Linked DNA regions of Mus musculus: region 1 is linked to region 2. A link is a contact called in public Hi-C data. All regions are on one chromosome and are shown on one strand. Each heading gives the region's core, a stretch centred on a gene start, on an enhancer-like site or on the middle of the called end of the contact. The rest is flanking DNA. Distances are from core to core; before and after follow the strand shown.

Region 1 (5,541 bases), core at 974-3,473, 320 kb before region 2:
CATTTTGCATAGTATTTCTAAAAAGTAAATTAGCATGCTCTCTGTCTCTGTCTCTCTGGCTGTTCCTGTCTCTCTCTGACTGTCTCTGTCTTTGTCTCTCTGCCTCTCTCTGCCTCTCTCTCTCTGTGTCTCTACATAGTCACGGCTATCCTGGAATTCACTATGTAGACTAGATTACCTCAAACTCAAAGAGATCTGCCCACAGCTGCCTCGTGAGTGCTGGGATTAAAGGCATGCGCCACCACACCTGGTAAATTAGCTCATTGTTTAAAATTTGTGAGGCTTGGGGGCTGGAGAGAGAACACAGCAGTTAAGAGTACATGCTGCTCTTGTAGAGGACCCAGGTTTAGTTTCCAGCACCCTCAAAGAGTGGCTTATAATTGCCTATAACTCCAGATCCAGGGGATCTGCAGCCTGTGACCTTCATAGGCATCTGTACTCATATGCAGAGCTTCAGCCACAAATATACATAACTAAAAATAATAGACATGACTTTAAAATTTGGGGAGATTTCATGTAAGTATCTGAATTTTTTCTTTCAGCCAGTGGAAGGAAGGAAGGGAAGAAGGAATGATGAGAGGGAGGGAGGGAGGATGGATGGGTGGATCTGGAGCTACTGAGCTCAGTCTTATAGAGCGCCATCTGCTGGTGCCAAGTGGTGGTATGCCCTCCAGAGGAGCAGGGCACCTGCTTGGTGGTGTTACATCACTGCAGCCCTGTTCTTCTGAACATACATGTGCATTCTGCAATGACCCTGCCACCATCCCACAGAATATCAACAAGCCCTACCTGAAACAGCTGAGCTTAGACTTGAGACTATCGGATATTGTGAACTCCAGTTCTTTTACTGTGCTTGAAAAGATTTCTGCTTTTAAAAATGTTTTTTAGATTTATTTTGTTTTGCATGCATGGCATGTATAAGGTTTTTGCCTGCATGTACGTATGTGCAACATATACATGCAGTACTCATAGAGGCCAGAAGAAGGCATCAAATCCCCTGGAACTGGAGTTAATAGTTGTGAGCCACCATGTTGGTGCTGGGGAACAAACCCAGGTTCTCTGAGATTGCAGCCGGTGCTTTTAACAGCTGAGCCATCTCTGAAGCACCAAAAATCCTTGACATAGACAGCAAGACAATATGGATCCTATAGTTAGGCAGACTTGCGTGTTTTGTTTTGTTTTTGTTTGTTTATCTGTTCGTTTGTTTGAGACAGGGCTTCTTTGTGTAGCCCTGGCTGCCTGGAACTTGCTCTGTAGAGCAGGCTGGCCTTGAACTCCAAGATCTGCCCATCTTTGCCTCTGGAGTACTCTGCCCCCATGTCCAGCAGCAGGCTTGGTTTTAAACGCAGGTTCTTCTAATTACCACATCTGTGACTTGGAACAAATTTCCTGGTCTGAGCATCAGCTGCTCATCTATAGAACTGGAATTTTTTTTTAATATTTATTTATTTATTTATTTATTTATTTATTTATTTATTTATTTATTATATGTAAGTACACTGTAGCTGTCTTCAGACACTCCAGAAGATGGCATCAGATTTCATTACGGATGGCTGTTAGCCACCATGTGGTTGCTGGAATTTGAACTCAGGACCTTTGGAAGAGCAGTTGGTGCTTTTAACCGCTGAGCCATCTCACCAGCCCTAGAACTGGAATTTTAAGAAGCAAGCTAGCGCACAAAACTGGGAAGTCTCAGGGGATTAGGACGAAGAAGCCCTGAGCGAAGTCTTTGCACACATCTGGTTCACAAGCAATCGCTACCTGTCTCTGTGGCCAGTGCCTAAGACCACAGTGGGTGCCCCCAGCAGACACAGGGCAGGGTGCTGTGATCCAATTCCTATCTGGGTCTCTTCTTCCAGTCTCTCTTGACCAGCTCCTCCAGAGACAGCTTTGACCAGAGTGAGTTCACATAGGGAAGTCTGGCCTTGAATATCTGAGAGGTTCCTTTCCTTCTGCCCTTCACACATTAGTCACAAGAAATCCTCCTTCCCATAGAAAAGCTTGAAATGATAATAATTAATAATAATAATAAAGGAGGTAAATGTTTGCTATCTAGTCTACCAGAGAGTAGGCTAGTAGTAGGCCTCACCAGGCCTCTACTGAAAGATGCCCCGGTGTTCTTCTCAACGCTGTTAGCTGATGACTTGACTAAAACAGAACTGTCTGCCAATCAGAGAAGATTGCTATGACTCTCACAGAATGGGGAAGTGGGCAGAGGAGAGTGAACACGGGACAAGAGGAAGCCTGGCATCATCCCTGTATCGCATGGATGCTGGCTAGCTGTCTCCTGACATCTCTAGGGACAGGAAGCCTGAGAGCTCACAGGAACACAATTCAGGCGGGGAGAGAGGGAACACCTATTTTTTGGGGGGAGTCACACAAGCATAAGAAGCTGGAAGTGTGGGTGTGAGTGCACACACCCGGGACTTGTGCAAATGCCCCTATGTGAACACACATTTGCATTGGGCACAGGAATGTGTAACTGTGTCTGAACTTGTGTGCAACTGTTGATGAATATGCCTTGAGTGTGTGTACACAGTTGTGTTTCTGTGTTTTGGGAGTGGGCAGAATGTGACATTGGATCATTTTGCTACATGCACAGGTATTGGGGGACCACCCAGCACAGGACCAGGGAAAGCCCTTTGAACCAAAGCTCTCAGCTCCCTTCTCAGTAGGACAGGAGCTTCCATGAGACTGAAGAGCTCATCCACACGCTTATGGGTGTCTGTCTCAGCGCCGGAGTGTGGCAGGGGCAGAGCAGAGTGGCTCTCAGCAGAACAACAAGGAGCACGGAGCACCTAGTTCTATGTGGGCTGCTGGGGTTCTACAGATGGGCCATCAGAGATCCAGGGCTTCTGAGACAGGAAAATGACAGTGTACTTTAGCCTAATACATTTCTTGTTCTAGAATGGTCCTTGTCAATCTTACTACTACTAAACTACTGTTGTTGTTATTGTTGTTGTTATTATTATTATTATATATATTTTTGAGACAGGGTTTCTCTGTAGCCCTGGCTGTCCTGGAACTCACTTTGTAAATCAGTCTGTCCTTGAACCTGGAGAGCCACCTGCCTCTGTCTCCCAAGTGCTGCGATTAAAGGCGTGTGCTAGCACTGCCCAGCTGGCCCGTGTCAGTCTTATCTCTTCCTCCTTCATCTCTTCTCAAGGAGGTACTAGGAATTGCCAGACTTAGAAAGTGCAACAGCAATGCTGCCATAAGCAATTTTACATAGCAGGGTAGTCTTAAGTCTACTTAGTCTACCTCCATGCTTCTAGTGCTTCAGAAAGGCTTCAGTCCCCACAGGCCTGGTGAAGCCTTCTCATGCTGGAGTCAGCTCCCACTGTCCCCTGCCTCAACACTGTCTTGCTATAGTAGCTGCCCACTTGAGTGCCCCAGGCTAGAACTATGTATTGCTTTAGCTGTTGGCTCACATGTTCCTGATCCCCGCACGGACAGAGCCAGCAGTTAGGCTCTTTCCCCAGGGGTAGCGGGTGCTGCTTACCTGTACAGAAAAGGTGCAACCGTGGCTGTGTTGGGATGGTTGTATTGCTGCTGAGGCTGAGGTAGCTGGACACTGACGGTATTGCTTCCAGTGGTCTGCGTGGTCCCGACGGAGCCGCTGACGGTCTGGCTGCTGATGCTGGGGTTTAGACTGGTCCCTCCGGGGCCTTTTCCCTCCGAGGATGCCAGGCTGGAGGAGGAGCTAGAGTGCCTGCTGTCCAGCTGGGCCTTCTGGGGAGGGAGCCCTGAGCTCAGCTTCCCTCTGCTCCTCTCTCCTTCCTTGGGAGGTATGGGGGCACTTGGGGACTTCGCAGACACGTTCTTCATTCCTGGTTTTGGTATGCCGCTGTGGGACGGAGCTGTAGCCTCCTTCTTGGTGCTGTTGAGCTTGCCCCCTTTGGGGATAAAGCTGGCGATCTTGGAGGACTTTTTCGGCATCTCAGTCACAGCCACCCCACTGAGATCTGCCTTGGTTTCTTCCTTGAGGTCAGGCCTGTCGGTCACGGAGACTCTCTTGGTGAGGTCCTTGCCCTTCTCCTTCTCTTTCTCCTTCTCCTTCTCCCGCTGCTGCTTCTCCTTCTCTTTCTCATTACCCTTTGGGGAGCTCTTCTTATTGGTAAGCGCCCTGCTGAAAGTCCTCTGTGCAATGCCCTTGAGTGCAATCTTGGGGCTGCTGGATGCAGGGCCCACGGTAGAAAGTGCCCTGTTGGCTGTGGCCTCCAACTCTTCAGTCTCTTCGAAGCTGGGCAGGATCTCTAGTCGCTCGCAGCTCGTGTCCCGGGATGCTGAGCCCTCACCTGCTTTGGAGCCTCCCTTGCTGTTGAAAAGTTTGAGCTTTTCCAACATGGATTTCTGATTGTTAGGGGCAGGCTTCATGGCTTCAGGTGTGGGCCTGGGGGCCTCGGGCCCAGCGGGTTTGACGGACAGCATGGCTGACGTGGCAGTGTGCTTCACGCTGAGGGACTTGCTACGCCAAGGCTTGGAGGTCATGCTGGGCTGGGGGATGGCTGAGGAGGAGCAGTTAACAGGGACGGAAGGGCTGTTCTCCAAGGGCGCAGGGACATTTTCGCTCATTCCTGGATGGGAGGAGGCTGAGCTTGCCAGTGGCTCTGCAAGAGACAGGGAAGGGACAGCGACCTGAGTCATAGCCACTGAACTGCACTGAAGACACAGGAAGGCCAGCCATGGCTACCCAGCCAGCCATTCCCCACTTGTACGCCCTGAAACTCCATTACTGGAGGTGAGGATTATCTGTGGTTACAGTTTAAACCCAGTTCATCTCCCCTGTCCTCCGACGTGTGCCGTTCACACGGCACCTCCCCCAGCCTCACCACATCTTGGTTGTATCTGTTCTGTAAACACATGCCAATCTGAACAGTACCATGCAGAGCACAACTAAGAATGTAAATAATCTACCGGAAAAAAAAAGAGAAAATCCTTTACTACCACCACCACCACCACATACCACTCCTGTGGTATTCGAGGGTGTAGGAAATAAATGCTTTAAGTGATTGAACGCAGAATCCCAGTTGTGAACAATAGTCAAGAAGTGTCCAATTTTTAGAGAACAACTTATCATAGACATTAAAACAGGCCAAAGAAAGTAAGTAAAAATAGGAACTGAGGAGAGACAAGCAATTTTAAATGAAAAAATAGATTATTCATAAAAGTTGCTAATTCCTATGTAAGATATTTCTTTGTTAGCACTTTTCCTTCCCTCCTTCCTTCCTTCCTTCCTTCCTTCCTTCCTTCCTTCCTTCCTTCCTTCCTTCCTTCCTTCCTTTCTCTCATGACAAGGTTTCTCTGTGTAGCCCTGGCTGTCTAGCAACTCACCCTGTAGACCAGGTTGGCCTTGAACTCAGAGATCTGCCTGCCTCTGCCTCCTGAGCGAGCGAGCCATCACGCCCAGCCTAGAGAATCTCACTTTGTCCTAGCCTGTTCAGGGAAACAGGTGCAGCATATTCTCTGTATTCACGTGGGAAATTCACAGTGGAGAGAAATGAGTTCTCTCCAGCGAACACTTAAAACCCACACATCCCA
Region 2 (5,771 bases), core at 2,945-5,444:
CGGACATTACCTGTGGGTCTGGGTAAGCTCCCATCTTCCTTGATCTTTCCTTCTTTTCCTGGCTGACTTAGGAACAGTAGTTGGGCTCTACAAAGAGGTATTTCCATCAGAAGTCAGTGAATCAAGCCCGCGAAGTGCTTATCACACAGACAGCAATTGATGGAAAGGTCCTACTATGTGCTGAACTTCTGCTCAAGCCCACCATTATCTGGCCCTTGCCTGGACTTAAACTTGGGGTGGAGCTTAGCCCAGTCCCTGCCCTGCCCCGATCCACTTCCCATAGAGCCTTCCTCGGGGCCACAGCTGTTCTCCCTGGCCCTAGAGCTGCACCTCCTACTGATGTTCCCCTTTCTGCGAACCCTTGGCTTACACTGAAAGCCTCCTGGCCTCCAGAGAGGAGCTGATCAAAGCCAAACCAAACCAAACCAAACCAAACCAAACCAAACCAAACCAAACCTCGTGCTGTAACCTGAAGTCTGGAAGAGGATATGCCAGACCAAGAGGACCACAGGGGCAGATTCACGTTTGTTCAGCCCCTAATTTCAACTACTATGTGTTCACTGAGCACATCCTGTGGAGTGGGCCCCACCTAGGCTGCTGCTGTGAACTGCAGTTGGGGTGTGTGTGTGTGTGGGGGGGGGGGGAGGCGTGTGCAGAAAATGACATGCATACTGAGATGCAGTGCTCTGTGGGAGAGCGGGAGGTGTATGGGGTTCTAAGGAGGTGTGAAGGGGTGTGTGCTTGGGTTGGGTGCTGGGGTCAGTGATGGGAAATCCTTCAGCACTGGGGAGGCTCTGTGAGTAGGACCCTAGAGGGCATGAGGGAGGGAGGGAGGGAGGGATGGAGGGAGGGAGGGAGGGAGGGAAGGAGGGAGGGAGGGAGGGAGGGAGGCTGTGCAAAGTCTAAAGACAGAGAAAAGGGATGTATATTGAAAGGCCTGAAATAAGCCCCATGGACAGTGAGTGACTGATCGTGGGCCTTAGAGCCGCAGCTAATGACAAAGTCTGGCCTGTTTCACAGAGGGCCCTGCAGCCACAGAGCAGTGGCAGTAGTCCATCCCATGGACCAGGAGGCAGAGCCCTCAGAACTGATGCCCTTTCAGAGCCTGCTCATCTCAAGCCAGGCATGTTATCTACCCCTCTGAGCAGAGCTGACTGAAGGGAACCCTTATGGAAATGTGGGGATGTGTCTGCAGGCTGACTCCAGGGAACAGGTTACCTTGCTCCAACCCCATGTGTGGAAAGCCTTAGTTTGGCTCTTTGGGGTTGGGTCTTCCCTCAGGATCATGCTCATTAGCACTTCCTCTCCCTTTCCAGCCATGGCTCCACCCTCCCCAGCAAGTCAATCAACTGGGTCATTTGGCAGCCTCCTCTCAAGCTACAAGAAGTCCAGTCAAAATTAAAACAAAACAAAACAAAACAAAAAAACCCAGTTGCCCGGTCACCCTGCTCCCAGTTCCTGGAGTGACTGGATGTTTCAGGAGGACCTGGGAAGCTGTCAACAGAGATAGGCTGGACCTGGATAGAAGGGGAAATATTTATTTTGCGGGGATAAATATTACAGAAAAAAAAAAACTTTCCATTCTCCGGGCTCTGACGTAGATTTTTTTTCTTACCAGGAAGGAATCCTCACTGCCTAAAAAAGGGCAGCAAGAGAACTCGTAGGTGCCTTTCACAAACCGTGTGCCTCCACAGAGTAAACCAGCACACTGGTTACAGCTTGAGTGGAAGTGTCCCCCACAGGCTCCTGTGTGTGAACACTTGATGTCATCCCCCCGGCCCTGCCCCCACCGAGTGTGGTCCTCCTCTTTTGGAAGTTTGTGGAACCTTTAGGAGGTGGGGCCGTGCTGGAGGAAGTGCATCACTAGGGAATGGCCTTAGGATTTTGAAACCTAGCCCCACTTCCTGTCCACTCTGCTTCCTGTCTGTGGATACTTGGTGACCAAAGGCGCACTTTGTGCATCCCCTGCTGGGACAGACTGCTTCACCTTATACCATGAGCCACAGGAAGTCCCACCTCCCTCAAACTGCTTCTTGGTCGTGCCATAAGAAAAGTGACCGAGGTACTGGTTAGTTCATAATGTTGCACCTACAGGGTTGCTGGAAAGAGAGGCCCACTGGACAGGCAAACTTTATATGCCCCAGTACAGGGGAACGCCAGGGCCAAAAAATGGGAATGGGTGGGTAGTGGGGGGGGGGCTTTGGGGATAGCATTGGAAATGTAATTGAGGAAAATATGTAATAAAAAAAATTAAAAAAAAAAAGAAAGAAAAGTGACCGAGACAGTACCTGTGTAGTACGTGGGAAGTCTTATCTTATGAGTAATGAGAAAGCACACGTACTTGAGCCAGGGCTGCCTTAAGGTGACCATGGCAAGTTATCTGGATTTTTCCAAGCCTTTCTCTGGCTCTGCAAAGTTCCTTAGGCATGCTACCCAGGAGACTGTCTCCCAGGTTCATCAAGGCGGGCTTTCTTTTGCCACCCTTCCCCCACACCTCCCAGCCACGTTTCCTCATGCCCAGGTGTTTTCAAACACTTCAATCTGCCTGCCGTGGTGGCTGCCAAGGGGGACAGGTAGATCTTAGCAATGGAGTCCTTACAGAGCTTCCAAGCTTATGGGTAAACCTGAAAGTGAAGGTGGATTCCAGACAAGCTAGGTTCCCCCCCCCACCCCCGCTGGAAGATTTGGATGAAGATCTCAGGAAAGGGCTAGAGTCCCCTTTCCTGCCCCAAACACATGCCAGTTCAAATGGCCACCTTAGTTACCCTGCATGGGAGTGGCCAAGCCTCACCCACAGGCCACTTATAAGAGAACTCCGCAGTATGAGCAGGTCAAGCCCAGCTCTCAGGAGAAGAAGAACAAGACACAGGGGCTCTTCCTCAGCTACCACTGAATACCAGGGCACCTGTAGTATTTCTTCAGGAGAGGGAGAGTCCCTCAGAAGGAAAGTGACATGTCTGCATGGTGCCACGTGGACTGCATGACAAGGCAGGGTGAGAGCTTGCACACAGCCAAGGCTTATTACAGTGGTGTCCCCAGGGCTGGGGGCTGGGGTATAAGGGGGATGACGTTCATTGTGCTGGCGCCACTTTCTGTGGGAAGGAGAGGACGGCACCTCATCACTCTTGAACAATATGCTTTTCCTAGTCCCAGATAGCCAGGTGACATGTGTAACCAGAGTGTCCCCTCCTCACTTTTGCACTGCTGGGACATCCCGAGCGAGGCGCCCAGGTCTTCAGGACAGGCATTTACCAGCAGGAATGTCCTCCAGCCACGGCCACAGCTCTCACCAGGCTGCTGCTGAGGCCAGGGGGAATAAATGGGGATTTTAGTCCTTTGGAAGGTTGGGGGAATGGAGACCAGCATTTTCCAGGGTTGAGGCAGTGTGGAGCAGAAGGAAGGCTTTAGGGCAGACAGAAGGGCTTACTGGACTTACAGATAGGCTCAATCAAACATGCAATGATTACCTTTGTGCCCATAAGTATGCTAGGCTCTCAATAGGTGGAAAATGCCATCATCTTGGTTGTTCACTAGCTGTGTGGCTCTGGGCAAGTCACCTGACCTCTCTGAGCCTCAGGCTTCACCTCTATGGGAGGTCTCTGAAGCGCTGGGTGTCTGGTGCTGAGGAACACACAGCAGGTACTCCAGCCATGGGCTACCTTATCCCCTCTTTTAGAAAATCGACTGGTGAGTGGAGGGCAGGCACGTCCACCCTAGCACCCCACCCATCCTCACCCTTCCAACTGTTTTAGCTAAGAAAGTTTTCTGAGAGCGCTGGGTGAAGTGCCTACCACAACTCTCCTTCAAACAGAACAGGAGGCCCCCACTCTGGAGCTCCGCCAAGAGCCTTCTCAGAAAGGCACGACAGCCAGCACTCTGCCCACGGCCTGCCAGGGCCAGACTGGGTGGTGAAAAATAAAATCTAACGAGGTGCTTCTGAGCCCTCGGGAAAGAGACTCATGGAGCGGCTCTGAGCCTGGCTTCTGGGCAACCTGGGGGAACAAGCTTTCAGCCTGTGAACATCCCCAGATATTACTATCAACAGTGTGTGCATGTGTGTTGTGTGCTGTGTGTGTGTTGGTTCTAGAACAAATGCTGATCCCAGCCTCCCCCTCCTCCCCAGAGAGCCTCCCACTCTGAGGATCCCTGAGCTCTGCTCTGAAACGCGTGTTTATGCCTCCCTCTTCTGGTCATAATTGTCATTGCACCCACCCAACCTGCCTGCAGAAGTGGGTGAGCCGGACTTGAATGTCTTACCTGCTTTACCTATCTCCCTTGCAGGAGTGGATGCTGGGCTGGAAGCTTGGCTCTTGTATGCTGCCTTGCAGTAGCCTCATTGACTGCCATATTGACAGTAGGAACAGGGAATGGCTCCAAATAATATCATAGTACCAGCTAATATTTATTTGCTTAATATTTCAGGATTGGTGACTATGTATGCTTAATTTATTTGTTTGTCTGCATCTCTTTATTTACTTAGTATTCGTGGGGAAGATTTGTTTCCCTCATGCCAATGAGTTTTCTTGATTTGTATTCTCTTGTAACCCTGAGGAGGTTTTACTTTCGCCATATCGCTACAGAATCCAGAGCTGAAGCATTCGGAAAGCAGCACACTGCCAGTATACTGCTGGGATTTGAGGCCACATAAGCCTTAGGCCAGGGAGGCTACACATTTCAGTGGTGGCTCTGTGACTTCAGAGCACATGTAGATAGCTAATGGTGCTTGTTAAAATGCAGCTTCCAGGGCCCAGGGGGTCCATGTCTGCAGTAAGTCCTGGAATATGCACTGTAGTACACACAGGGATAATGTCACCCTTGATGTATTGATTCCATGGGTGCTTTTACAGGGACTCAGGGCATCTGGAAAGATCCAGGGCCCAAATGCAGAGAGGGACAGGTGGGTAATTGACTCTGGCATAGGAGGGTCCCTCTGTGCTTAAATTCTGCCAGACTGTGTTGGTCTTCTGGCAGCTCAGAGATATATCAGGTGAGAGGAGGGGACCTCAGAAGTGATGGCGAGCAGGAAGGGACTCTGACCAGACTGTGGGATTGTACAGGTTGCTTCTCTCTGCTCAGACTGTGTGTTTCCTTCTCTTCTTTATTTTCCTCTCCCTGGTCTGCTTCTGCAATCTTCTCCCTCTTCTCTCCCTCCCTGATCCCTAAGAGTTCGCAGCATCTTGGGTATCTAGCATCTCACTTTCTGCTCTCTGATGTCCCCAGACGCCAATCAGTGTCTCCTCTGTGTAGGTTGAACACACTAGCAGGCCTTGCTCTGAGTTTTCACCGGGACAGTATTTGGGGACTCAGGCTGATGAATTCTTGCCAGCCTGGGCCCCTCACAGTTTCCCTTACAGATATGACATGGGACTCAGTTTTACATGGTCCCTTCCTTCCTGAGATTCCTCAGGTCAGCCAACTCTGGGCTGGCCATAACCAGAGCATGGCTCTGCTTTCTTTTTAGCATCCTGTCCTGATGCTGATTTATCATCCACCCCCAATCCAAGCTCCAGGGCCACAGAAACCTGAAGCTGAAAAAGAAGAAAAGTAGTAAGCAAGAATCGAGGAGGTAAGGTGAAGTTCAGCATGGCTGGCAAAGTCAGAGGCTATGTTAACGTCTTTGCTCTATCCTATAGACAGCCAGGGCCCCAGAGATGTCCTAAAGACACCAGGACCCCAAAGATGTCCTAAAGATGGAGAGGGCCCCCAAAGATGTCTTAAACACAGAGAGGCCCCCCAATGGTGTCCTAAAGACCGAGAGATTCCCCAAAGAT

The links. Hi-C and Micro-C count contacts between places; a contact is called where the count stands out from the background.
Region 1: a Hi-C map of bone marrow-derived macrophages shows a contact between it and region 2, with 19 read pairs. The contact joins two enhancer-like sites. A contact is called at or near these places in 1 of 15 datasets of contacts at CTCF or cohesin (the NIH/3T3 cell line), 5 of 484 Hi-C or Micro-C datasets (bone marrow-derived macrophages, cortical neurons, embryonic stem cells and 1 more), 9 of 115 datasets of contacts at active chromatin or transcription factors (craniofacial prominence, embryonic basal ganglia, embryonic limb bud and 2 more) and 1 of 9 other capture datasets (embryonic stem cells).

The regions. Positions count from the first base shown.
Region 1 is chr7:49,451,468-49,457,008 of GRCm38.p6, reverse strand. Nav2 (neuron navigator 2) reads right to left here. Exons shown (of 39, transcript NM_175272.3): 7 at 3,503-4,610. Among named protein-coding and RNA genes, the nearest start is that of Gm51447, 16 kb to the right of the region's middle. Within about 2 kb of position 2,223, at least 44 of the 459 cell types and tissues checked have an H3K27ac peak or open chromatin away from gene starts, as enhancers often do. A contact at or near this core is called in bone marrow-derived macrophages, where this site is marked.
Region 2 is chr7:49,131,339-49,137,109 of GRCm38.p6, reverse strand. The region is part of intron 3 of 9130015G15Rik (RIKEN cDNA 9130015G15 gene); the gene reads left to right. It also overlaps a transcript of Nav2 not described here. Among named protein-coding and RNA genes, the nearest start is that of 9130015G15Rik, 28 kb to the left of the region's middle. Within about 2 kb of position 4,194, at least 38 of the 459 cell types and tissues checked have an H3K27ac peak or open chromatin away from gene starts, as enhancers often do. A contact at or near this core is called in bone marrow-derived macrophages, where this site is marked.